Linked DNA regions of Sus scrofa: region 2 is linked to region 1. The links are chromatin contacts, called in public targeted proximity ligation maps. All regions are on one chromosome and are shown on one strand. The core of a region is the stretch at or near the end of the contact, and the rest is flanking DNA. Distances in the headings are between cores, read along the strand shown.

The links.
Region 2: a contact with region 1 is called in a targeted proximity ligation map of alveolar macrophages. A contact is called at or near these places in 1 of 47 Hi-C or Micro-C datasets (embryonic fibroblasts) and 1 of 2 datasets of targeted methods (alveolar macrophages).

What each region holds. Positions count from the first base shown.
Region 1 is chr3:17,747,177-17,753,281 of Sscrofa11.1, forward strand. It overlaps PRR14 (proline-rich protein 14), which reads right to left and starts at 4,204. Exons shown (of 12, transcript XM_021086416.1): 1 at 4,085-4,204; 2 at 3,230-3,301; 3 at 2,937-3,105; 4 at 2,230-2,351; 5 at 1,968-2,157; 6 at 1,397-1,440; 7 at 1,103-1,212; 8 at 1-501. The coding sequence starts at 3,252. It overlaps LOC110259905 (a long non-coding RNA gene), which reads left to right and starts at 4,466. Exons shown (of 2, transcript XR_002342364.1): 1 at 4,466-5,846.
Region 2 is chr3:18,174,458-18,180,701 of Sscrofa11.1, forward strand. It overlaps TAOK2 (serine/threonine-protein kinase TAO2), which reads left to right and starts at 3,890. Exons shown (of 18, transcript XR_002342897.1): 1 at 3,890-4,856. TMEM219 (insulin-like growth factor-binding protein 3 receptor) reads left to right here. Exons shown (of 7, transcript XM_021088010.1): 6 at 1,937-2,106; 7 at 3,280-3,377. The coding sequence ends at 2,074.

The sequences.
Region 1 (6,105 bases), core at 2,954-5,453:
GAGGGAAGACCTCCTTCCGGAGACAGGGCCGAGGGGGTGGCCGGGCTCGGGCCATCTCTCCGCCACCCACGGTGTGCCGCCGAGGCCGTGGCCGGCTTGGGTGGGGTAGCGCAGGGGGCCAGCTGCAGGTGTCTCGGCCAGGGGGCCCCAGATCAGGGCAGGAGTGGCTTCGGCCCAGAGAGGGCCTGGGGAGAGGTGCCGGGGGATTCTGGTCTTGGGCCCGCCACTGGTGGATCGGGGGCCGGGGACTGACAGCTGCAGTGCCCTCGGCGACCCTGGACTGCTCGGCCTCTGAGATGGCAATCTTCAACTCCAGCTTCATGGGGGGTGAGGGGGGCGGGGGCCGTGGGGCTTTGTTGGGCGTGAGGAAGATGTCGGCAAAGCTCTCCAGCTTGGAGCGGACGGAATGGAAGAGGGGGGCCAAGCCCCAGGGACTGAGGCGGGGACGTAAAAGGCTGGATGGCGGAGGGGTCGACGGGCGCTCCAGAACGGGATCGGGGGCTGAGGAAAGGAGAGAGTCAGGTGGGTGCTCCTCAGCGGCAGGTGTCAAAGCCCCAGGACAGTAGCCTTGGTCCCAACACCAAGCTCTGCCCGCTGAGGAATAAGCCCATCCCTAAAATACCAAGCCCTACATTTATGTATTTGTGTGTGTGTGTGCGTGTGCGCGTGTGCACAAGGGGCTCTTGAGGGCCACACCCGCGGCATGTGGAGGTTCCCAGGCTAGGGGGTGAATCAGAGCTATAGCTGCCGGCCTACACCACAGCCACAGACACGCCAGATCCGAACCGCATCTGCAACCTACACCACAGCTCACGCAATGACAGATCCTTAACCCAGGAGCGAGGCCAGGGATCGAACCCGAGTCCTCATGGATACTAGCCGGGTTCGTTACCGCTGAGCCACGATGGGAACTCCTCAAGCCCTACATTTAGAAGTTAAACTTCAGGCCTCCAAAGTCTAAACCCCATCTTCACACACCAAGCTCACCCGGGGGTGGTGGGGGTGCGGGGCCTTAAGCTCCATCCCCACCTCTGCACCTGACACTTCAAAAGCTCAGCCAGAATTTTCCAGAACCCCAAGTCTCATCCATCTGAGTCTTTACCTGGTGGTGGGTTCTCCGGAGGATCTGTAGACATGGCAGGCGGCTGGAATGGGGGTTCCAGGTCCCTGGGCGGAGGCTTTGGATGGTGAACCCTCACCATGGGCTCAGCTCTGGGGTGAAGGGGCAAGTTCGAGGCTGAGGAAGCCTCCAGATCAGATCCCACCTGAGCCAGCACCTCCCCGTCCCTTAAGGCTTCTGAAGGTGCTACAAGGAAGGACTGGGCAAGCAAATTCTGACACCTGGATAATGGCTGTGGCCAGTACATCTTGAAAATCCCTTCCCCAGCCCTCTCACCTTTTTGCTGGGACGATGAAGTTGGGCGTCTCACCGGCAAAACCCTGGATGTAAACAGGGGATGTTCGTGGGCAGGCAGGGAAGGCCCCTGCGGCTTCTTTAGCTCCTCACACTCCGAATCTCTCAGTCGCCAGAGGCCTGCCTAGGTTCACGCTAAAGGCTTTTTCATATAGGTCTTTGCTCAGGCAGAGGTCTCTTTCACCTAAAACTGTTCTCACTCTGAGCAAAATCCACCCTAGGAGTTCCTGTTGTGGCTCAGCAGTAACGAACTCAACTAGTTTCCATGAGGATGCAGGTTTGATCCCTGGCCTCGATCAGTGGGTTAGGGATCCAGCGCTGCCATGAGCTGTGATGTAGGTCGAAGATGTGCCTTGGATCCGGCATTGCCATGGCTGCAGCAGATTCGACCCCTAGCCTGGGAACTTCCTTATGCTGCATGTGCGGCCCTAAAAAAGAAAAGGAAAAAAAAAAAAATCCACCCCCGACTCAGCCCTTTTACTCTGTCTTCCATGCCCGCTGGAGCCCCTGCCCCCAGCTGAACCCCCAACATCATTCTCTGAAGTTCGCATACCTCAACCGGGGCTCTGCGGCTGGCAATGTCTTCTAGCATCACCACCAGAGTGGGCTGGGGGGCCTGGTCCACCTTTTGTGAAGGGCCTTCCTCTGGGCCAGGTGTTGGCTTTGAACGCCGCCTCAGGGTGGAAGGGGGCCGATGGACACGGCTCAAGGGCTCTCGGCATAAGCGCAGTGGGTCGGGGGGCCTAGGGACGGAACAGGAAGATCAGTAGGGCTCAGCTGGGTTCCCAGCTTACCCCTCATCCTGCCATGCTCACCTGGCCTGTGAGCACCACGTGGCTTGTCGGGGTGGTGAGGCAGGTGGCTGGCTTCGGGCGGAATCCTGATGGTTGCTGCGGTGCCGTGGGGTGGAGATCTCCTCTTGGGGCACCAGGGGAACCTAGGAGAGGAGGAGGTGTCGAGAGCAAGGTGACGGACAGGGCTTCCCTGGGCCTAACAGTGTCCTCTGCCATACAGATGGCAGACATCGTGCCTAGAATTCATTCGCGAGCCCAAGAAGTCAGCTGAGCTGAATTAAGGACCAGATAATAGAGTGTCTTGAGCTGCTGGTGTGGGACTTGGGTAATATTCACCCAGGTTTCTTTGTAGAAATGAAAAGGAGAAGGTACCCAGAGAGAGTCACTGCCCTATTTGGGGCCTCAGTTTTTCTAATCTGAGCAGTGGAACCAAAGACCTCAGCCTGCTTCCTAAGGGTTGTTTAGAAGTTGGGCTGGGAAGAAAGCAGAAGGGTTTCTCATACTTAGAGTCGTAGGGACGTGGTTTCAGCCCAGCAGAGTCGGTGGTGAGGAATGGGTCCAGGAGACCCTACCCACTTCCAGGTTAGAGTAAGTGAGAGCCGAGTGGGAGGCTGCCTGATGGATGAGTGTGAGAATGAGGTGTTTGTTATCCTCATTAAAGAACGGGTTTGGCTTTGGTACCCAGGAGACGGGAGGGAGAAGGGGGCCTCTCAGTTCAAGGGGCTCACCATGTGGGCAGCCATGACATCTTCCAGGACCACAGCCAGGACCCGCCGAGAGGCTTTTTCCAAGGGCGAAGGGGCCCCAAGGGGCTGCAGTTTCGGCCGTTTGGGGCTCCTGGCTCCCCATAATGCTCGAGCCAGAGGCTGGCGGCACAGACGCTGCCGGCCAGGCGGGCTGGAGGTGGAGAGAAGCAGAGGACGGTCCTCTAAGCCTGTTGTTGGCTCTGTGGTTTCCCCGGTACGGCCACCAGGCTCCCCGTTTCCCGGGCTCAAGACAGGCGGGCGGGGTGCGCTCTCACCTGGAGTCCCCGGGCAAGTCCATGGGGGAAGCGGCGGCTCCGGGGAGTCCCTGGGGGATCCCAGGCTCCAGCCTGGGTTTGGGGGGGAGCGGGGGAGCGGGGAGTGAGGGCCAGCCCCTCCCCTGGGGCTCCGCCCTTCATGGTCCGCCCGAGGCTCCCAGTAGCCCAGGGGCCGGAGCCCTGGGGCTCGGAAGGGCGCCCTCGTCTGGCCGCCGGGAACGGGTGTCTTCCCGCTGCTGCCGCGATCAGTGGATCACTCGCGCCCTGCCTGGCCGCGAGAACCTGGATTGCAGCGGCCCCAGTTCTCCCACGGCCCAAGCCTCCTGGGGCCTTTGTCCCTTCAGATTCTGCCCTGAGATCCCCCGGGATCAGCTGGGATCCCGGTCCTCAGAGGCTCAGTTTCCGCCAGATCCCTCTGTAATCCTCATCCACTCCCAGTGAGTGGGCGAGGACTCCGAAGGAACACTCCCACACGCCGACGGTTCCCCCCCTACCAGATCCCCTAGACTGGATCCCCGCTGAAAGAATCCTATAGCGCGGTTCCTCCAGTCAGACGCCGCGCGAGGATCCTCCTCTCCCCGTGAGCTTCGGCTCCACAAAGCTCCACTCAGAAAGGGGCTGCCCGAGCTTGAGCATCACAAACTCAGTCCGGATCCCCGGGGATCCACTGTCAAGCAGATACCCCCTTCACTCCAATCCCGGGAGGTCCCGCCCACAGACCCCCTCCCTCCGCCCTCCCCGGATCCCCGCCCAGCGCTCTCCCCAGCCCGGGACCAGATGGTTCAAAAGTTTCCTTCCCTCCCTCCTCCCGCCCTCTCTTCAGCCGCTCGGTGCCCTCCCCCGCGCGCCGCTCACCGCCGCCTCCCGCGGATCCCGGGTCTTCGACGGCTCCCACCTCCGGCTCCTTTAAAACTAGCCTTACCCAGCTCTGCCCAACCGCCGAGGGCCTTCTTCTCAGAGCCTTTGGGCAACGCCCAATCGCCGGTCGCCGTCTTCCGGGGTGGTGAGAAACTAAGTGAAGCCGCCTAGCGGCCATCATCCCTAGGGGCAAGAAGCCAAATTGGGCAGCGCCGCCATTATAGTTGAGGGCAGATAGCGCTGTCCTCAGTGGACCGCAGTGGGCCGGATGGCGTCATCTTTTCCGGCCAGTGAGTGGCCGAAGATGATGCCAAGGTTCTTGAGCTACTGAGGCAACTGTCATGAAGCTAGAGTACCGCCACGTTTTTTAAGGGCATCTTCCGGTTCTTTCGTACTTGGGCCAATAAACGTGAACTGAGTGCTAACGATATGTGAAATTCCCAGTTGCCTAGAGAGGCCCCTTTGAAGCCTTTTCCAGTACCATCGTGGGTTGCTGAACCGGGTTCCCGAGTTGCACGGAAGTGTTTGGCAGCGGGTGGCGGGGACCAGAGACAGGCTGGTGCCACCTCCTGCTTCTCTGGTTGCGTGGCGTCCTGGAGGGACTGGGCTGAGCGGGGGTGCGGAGGAGGCTGGGGCGTTGAGCTTCACTTCACCCAAGGGTTGTGTACCTCTTCCTGGAGGAGCGGGGGTTTCTGCCGCTGGCGCTGGGGGCTCAGTATAGAGGTGCTAGTGCCAGGAGACCAATAACAACCTTGGGGTGCTCGGTGGGGTGCGGCCGCTTTCCTCTCTTTTCGGGCCTCCCCCGAGCCCTCTTTCAAGAGGGACCTAGCTGATGGGCTGTGTAATCAGTCCCATAGTAGTAAGGGACCAGGGATGGAATCCTGCTGCTTAAAGGGGCTTCATCCTGAAACTTTTATACCAGGAGCCAGCTGGTGGTGGGGAGGTAGTGGCTTCTTGCACTGTGAAGGCACCCTCACCGCCTAACCAAAACTCATGCCTCCACTCCTTCCCCAGGATTCCCTGGTCCAAGCTAGTACTTATTTTCTTGCTGGAGCAAGAGAGCCTGAAGCCTAGAATCCTGCGTCTGAGATGACGGTGCACAAGTGACCTAACCCAGCCCAGCATGATTCTCGCCTATGAGATTAAATGATAAGAGTAGTGACACAGGGATTTCTCACTGTGGCTCAGTGAATGTGGACACGAATTTGACTAGCATCCACGAGGATTCGAGTGCGATCCCTGGCCCCGCTCAGTGGGTTAATGCCCTGGCATTGTCTCGATCTGCGGTGTAGGTTGTAGACACGGCTCAGATTCCACATTGCTTTTGCTGTGGCTGTGGTGTAGGCCAGCAGCAGTAGTTCCAATTCAACCCCTAGCCTGGGAACCTCCATGTGCCAAGGAAGCAGCACTAAAAAGAAAAAAAAAAAAAAAAAAAGAATAGTGACACAGAAAGGGTAGAATGGAAAGAGCCCCCACTGGTAAGAATTGGTGTAGAAAGTGAAGACACCCCAACTTGGTAACCAAGGACTCATTCAGAGAGATCTCCCAGGACTACAGCAACTCTCTTCATAACACAGGGCCTGCTGGGTCCTTTGGAAATCCGCCATGAGGCTTCTAGTTCAAATAGGTAGCTGTTCTTCCAGCTGAGGTGTTCATTCCCCTCTCCCCATTCAGGACTGGCTACACAAGTAGCCTGAGGATGAGCCCCTGCTGGTTTGGTGATGCTTCCTGCTGTGTTTGGAGAGCCCTTCCAACCTTGGTGAGTTGACACCCCCTGCCCCCAACAGACTCTCACTTTCCTGCTTAAACACCCAGGTATTTCCCAGACTTCAGGACAATGAAAAGCTTTTGCCTGTCATGGCGCAATGGAAACGACTCCGACTAGGAACCATGAGGGTGCAGGTTCAATCCCTGGCCTCGCTCAGTGGCTTAAGGATCCAGCGTTGCTGTGAGCTGTGGTGTAGGTCACAGATGAGGCTTGGATCCCACGTTGCTGTGGCTGTGGTGTAGGCTGGCAG
Region 2 (6,244 bases), core at 2,640-5,139, 430 kb after region 1:
CCACAGTGGGAAATCCATGAATACTGTCTCTTGAAGGTGCCTGGAGGCAATTTTACCTAGTAGTAAAAGCATAGGCTTTATAGTCCTGCCGCAGAGGCTGCGTGACATTAAGCAAGCATATGAGCCTCTCTGAGCCTCAGCTTCCTCATCTGTAAAACCATGATACTATCTCCTAATTCCAACAAATAAGGGTAAGTGAGAATGAATGTCCAGTGCCTAGGTTAATGCCTGGTTAGTAAGAGATTGGCTAAATGACAGCTATTAGTATTAACTATTGTCTTTAAATACAATAAAACATGATCTTAACCTCAAAGGCATTCAGAAGCTGTAATTAGAGGCAGAATGGGCTAATTGCTTTCATAGAAACCTGACCAAAGTGTTATTCAAGCAGAGTAAGGACCACTTAGCTCTAACTTGGACATTTATGGAGAGTGCCTCACCAAGGAGGTGGTATTTAAGAAAGGGAATTGTTTACAGTAGTTTATAATGTACAAAGTGCATTCAGGTTCATTATCGCATTTGATCTTAAAACAGCCTTTTGAGGTAGCTGTTATTATCCCATTTTACAGATGAGGAAACAGACTTAGAGGGAGTGTATTGCCCCAGGCCACGCAACTGGTTAAGTGGCAGAGCCAGAATTGCCACCTTCAGCCATCTGATGAGTCCCAGGCTCATTCTTCCCTGTCAGGATGATCCTTGAATGAGGAAGATTTGAGCAGGGATGCAGGAGAGGGGGTTCAGGAGATGGGGGGAGATCTGTTCTAGGCAAAGGGACTGACCTGAGCACAGGCCTAGGGAGTGAAAAGTGTTCGGTCTTCAGGGGCATTCCATGATGAAGGCTTAGGGGTGCCTTAGGGGAAGAGGCGAAAGAGATACAGGGAGCAGGTCTTGAGGCTCCGTGATGCCTGGCTGAGATGCTAGACTTGATGCTTCAGGCCATGGGAGCCGCTGGAGCCACTGGTGGAGCAGACTGGCTAAGTGGAGGAGAGAGACTGGTTAGGAGGGAGCTGCATACCCTTCCCTTACATCGGCGAAGATCCTGCTGAAGAGCATGACCTGGGAGCTTGGAATCAGAGTTCTTGGTTTCCAGACCGGCTCTGCTTGAACATCTTAAAATGCAGACAATAGTGAACGTCCCTGGAGTTCCCATTGCGGCTTAGTGGTTAACAAACCTGACTAGGAACCCTGAGGGCAGAGGTTCGATCCCTGGCCTTGTTCAGTGGGTTAAGGATCCAGAATTGCCGCGGGCTGTGGTGTAGGTCGCATGCTGGACCTGGATCTGGCGTGGCTGTGGCTGTGGCGTAGCTGTAGCTGCGATTCGACCCCTTAGCCTGAGGACCTCCATATGCCGCAGGGGTGGCCCTAAAAAGACAAAAGACCAAAAAAAAAAAAAAAGTGCACGTTCCTATCTCCTGATGTCATTATGAATGTTCAGTTTGATGCTTGGGCAATAAAGCAGTCTGTAAACCATTGAGACAAATGTGGAGTTCCTGTCGTGGCGCAGTGGTTAACGAATCCGACTAGGAACCATGAGGTTGCGGGTTCGGTCCCTGCCCTTGCTCAGTGGGTTAACGATCCGGCGTTGCCGTGAGCTGTGGTGTAGGTTGCAGACTCGGCTCGGATCCCGCGTTGCTGTGGCTCTGGTGTAGGCCGGTGTCAACAGCTCCGATTAGACCCCTAGCCTGGGAACCTCCATATGCCGCGGGAGCGGCCCAAGAAATAGCAACAACAACAACAAAAAAGACAAAAAAAAAAAAAAAAAAAAGACAAATGTTAGCCTGTATAAAAATAACATTTTCCTTTTAGTTGCTCCTCTCCCCCATGGAGGCTTCTCTCTATAGCCCTTAGGTTAGGGTATCTAAGATGTCTTTCCAAGGGAAGTTTCTCTACAGTGCCTCTCCATCATTCCTCCTCCCCTCCCTGTCCTCACCCCTAGGAGGAGCTGGCTCTGTGTGGCTCCAGGCTGCTGGTTTTGGGCTCGTTCCTGCTTCTCTTCTGTGGCCCTCTCTGCTGTCTCACTGCTCTGTGCTTCCCCCCGCGCCGGGAGTCCCACTGGTCTAGAACCCGGCTCTGAGGGCACTGGCCTAGTTCCTGTCTCGTTCTCAGGTAAGGTTCTTTGCCTCAGTCCTGTGGGAACAGGGTATGGGGCGGGGGTGGCAATTCTAACTGAGAAAGAGCCATTCCTAAACAATATGGTTTGGCTTTACTTATTTCTGTGCCTTATATGGGTGGACTCATATTCTTTTGTGACTGACTTCTTTTGGTTAAACATTCTGATTTTAAGATTCATCCATAGGTGTAGTTCTCATCCAGGCTTTTTGGCATCAGTGGTGAATGAAGAGGGTTCAAATTTGATATGTTCTGGATATGAATTAATGTTTGTTTTGCATTTGTCCTAAAATTCTGATACCCTGTTTTATGATGCAAATTTTGTAAAATTCATTTTGAACTGCTCAAAGGAATTGATTGATGATTCCATTTACTGGGCACATACTACGTGCCCAAGGACTTCACATGCATCTTCTCTTTTTCCATTAGCCATCATTCCATTTAGATAAAGTTGATTCTGCTAGCAGGGTCTTTGGAGGGAACACATCTTCCAAAGTGGGAGTGTGGGACATATTGGACTAGTTAGTGGGTCAGCTCATTATGGTTAAAATATATATATATATATCCTGTAAAAAAATCTCACCCTTTCAGGTGAGTCTCATATAATTTGAAAATGAGTCATATATTGTACACCCAGCTCCTAAACTGTTCTCAGCTTGCTGGCTGCTGTGCCTTAGGAAATAACTGCGAGAGAAGAAGAAACAGCACAGGCCCAGGGAATGGCTCTGACGAAAGGATTTAGACCCTCAAGACTTACCTAGTTTTCTTCTTTTTCCTTTTCCTTTTTTTTTGGGGGGGGGGGGCTCTGCCTGTGGCCTGTGGAAGTTCCCAGGCCCAGGTATCAAACCCATGCCACATCAGTGGCCCACACCGCTGCAGTGACAAAGTGGGATCCTTAACTTGCTGTGCCACAGGAATTCCGCGACCACCTACCTGGGATGGAGAAAGGCGGATCCCTCTCAGCCTTTCTTAGATCTGAGCAGACTGGAAAGGAAGAGTTTCTGACTCCTGGCAGATCCTGGGGTCCTGAGGCCATCTCAGTTGGCATAAGTGCCTGTACCTATCTCTAGTTGTCACTTCCTCTGCTCCTTCCTCAATTTCTACAGCCATCCCAGAGCTTCCTCCACGGGTCCTCTGACCTGCCCTGTTTTTTTATTTTGTTCTCTTCAGGTGTGAACTTCTTGGGTCTTCGTTCGGAGTTGGAAGAGATGTTACAAAAAGTGGAGAGCTGGAATGTGGGAGGAAATAAAAGGCTTTTTTTTTTGCCCAGCGTTTCCCAGGGTGTTCATTGGGAATTGGATTAAGGTGGGAGTTTTAGGGTAGAGGGGCTTGCGAGGTTTTGGCGGATTTTTCCTTGTTGACTCTCTAGTTTGGGATACAGGTCGGTATAGGGCATAGGTTACTGCAGCTCTCGGGTATGGTCATGGAAATGCTTTGACATAAGTGCAGTGTGACCTTGTGCACGTCATGCTGCAATGAAGAAATATGACAGAATTTTACCAGCAAAGATTCCTCGAACTTGGTAGCCCACGTCCCGGCTGGATAGTTACTAAGCAGGACAGTCCGTTTTCCCGCCTTTTCCGCGCCCAGCAGCAGTCTTCCCTTACCCCTCCCAACCTCTACCCTGCACGCAGGCGCAGATCGCAGCTTCTTATTTCCTGCCACCCGCGCCCCCTCAAAGCTTCCCCTAGCAACAAGCTCGGGCTCAGCGCTAAGGCGGGGCGGGCGCATGCGCCGCAGCCCTTTCCACCACCAGTTGTCGGACAGCGCGCTGGGCTCCTCCCCCTCCAAGACTGGCCCTTCTCCCGGCCTCCTCCCACCCGGGGTCCGCGTGGCGGGGCGCGCGCGCACTCTGGCTGGGTTACTGCCCAGCTCCCCGGCCGCAGCGGTAAGGGGAGGGGGCGGGACTATTCCCTTCTGAGCCCCGCCCCCTTGGCCCGGCGTCTCTACCGCGCCTGCGCGCTCCCGCCCGGTCTCCATCTTGGAATTGGGAGGAAGAGGGAGAGGGAGACCGGGACGAGACCGGGGCTGTGGTGCGGAGAGAAGCTGAGACTGAGAAGAGGAGAGGGAGAGAGGGCACGGGGACCGCCCTTAGCTACAATCTTTCCGCTATCCTCGGGAGAGAGAAGGGGAAAGGGAGGAGGCCGGGGCGGGAGTGGAGGCTGTCACCCTCGGACCCCGGCGTGAGAGGGGCCGTGCGGTCGACCGTCCTCGGGGTAGGCCCCCTGTCGGTGGCCGAAGACCTGGGGCTCAGTCCCTTCGGTCTCGAATTTCCGGGCTTGACCCCACGCTTCTCAAATATCCGGGTATCAGCCCCTCAGATTTCAGATATCCGGGACTCGGGTCCCAACCTCTCTAAACCTGGGGCTCTGTTTCATAGAATTTCAAATATCTGGTGTTCAGGATCCTGCGTGTACCAGTATCCGGGGTTCATTCCCCACTAGTTCAGATATCAGATTCAGCCTCCCCCCGTTCAAATATCTGGGGCTCAGACCCCACAATCAGAAATCCGGGATTCAGCAACTGTCGCCCTCGAGGAGGAGGAGGACTGGACCGCGAGGTCAGATCAGGTTGTCACCCCCTCCCCTCCACGGGAGGCTTCCCGGGCCCGCCCCTCAGGAAGGGCGAAAGCCGAGGAAGAGGTGGCAAGGGGAAAGGTCTCCTTGCCCCTCTCCCTGCTTGGCAGAGCCGCTGGAGGACCCCAGGAGGAGGCGGAGGCGCTGGGGCACCATAGTGACCCCTACCAGGTGAGACACGGGGTGCAGGGGCGCGGGTCCCTGTGTCTAGCTTGAGAAGAAAGGGTGCTTCTTTCTGGGAAGCTGGCCCTGGGTAGGCCCTGTCCTCAGGATGGGGAAGCCCAACGGGGCCAGTGGTCAGCCTCTGACTAGCCTTGCCTTTTGCTGCCACCCTCTTTCCCTTCCTCTTCCCTTCATTATTGCCTGGTTGCTGGGGGACCTCAGGTGACAGGGTCTCCGATGTCACCGGGGGTCATACCCTAGGGTGCTTGAGCTAATCGGATGGGTTTGTGCCCTTCTGGTCTCTCTGTTCACTTTGCCCCTCACTGCTACCCCTTCTCCATGATTGTAACCCTCTTTCCTTACTGCTCTGGGTTGTTGATTCCCATGCCTCTGATCCCTGTGGTGGGTCTGTTTATCTGTTTTTCAGGCATGGTCTGGTTGGGTTTCTTGTCCTTTCAAGGAAGTGTGTGAGTGCATTTGTATCTGGGGGTACCTGGCAATATTTCCCCCCAGCCTATTGTTACCTTCCAACCTCTTGCTGTGATGGTAGAAGTGAGCCCATTTGTCTGGCAATTTATTTCCAAAGTGCTTTATATCTCTTCTCTCATGTGACCTCTTCCCCTCCATTCATCTGGTGAGGGGCTCATTGATTGCTGTCTTCCCATTTTACAGTTGAGAACATTAAGGCCCAGAGAGGTTGCCCAAGGTCACACAGTGGCAGAATCAGAATTGGAACCCAAGCCCTTGATCAAGTCTTGCCCCCTCTGCGCCATACCCGTCTCTCGTTATCTCTTTTGTTCTGTGCTTGGGGTTAGCCAGGGGTGCAGAGGAGAATGAGTTGGGGTGAGATTTAAGAATGGAAGAGAGAGGAGCTACTTGAGGGCTATTCTCAGGAGCTTGTCCTGATGGGAAGTTCTGGCTTCTGCCTTTTGCTTCATGGATTTTTCTCTCTACTGTGACCTTCATCTTTTACCCTGATCCCAGTCTTTGGCCTGGGTTCCTGAGAGGGCTGCCTCTTCTGACAAATGACAGTGGTGTCTCTTTAACAGTTAAAGCCGAGCTGTAGGTAGGTAGGGTAGGATGATCCCCAAAGCATTAGAGCCTTGTTGGGTGACTCTGGAAGCAGAGAGAAAAATCCGTATACTGAGTGTCTGCATGGTGTTCCTCCCAAGTATGAGATCTCATTAAAAAATTCACAACAGCCCCACACTGTCATCCGTTTTACTGATGAGAAGACCAAGTGTAAGGAACTTACTCAGAGCCCTGTTGCTGTACTTTGTGGATGATATGCGCTGGTAGTGTAGCTTAGGACCGACAGACTTGGGTTTCCTCATCTGTAGAGTGGAGATAACATTGTCCATTTTAGAAGGTGGTTATGATTTAGCACAGACCTTGGT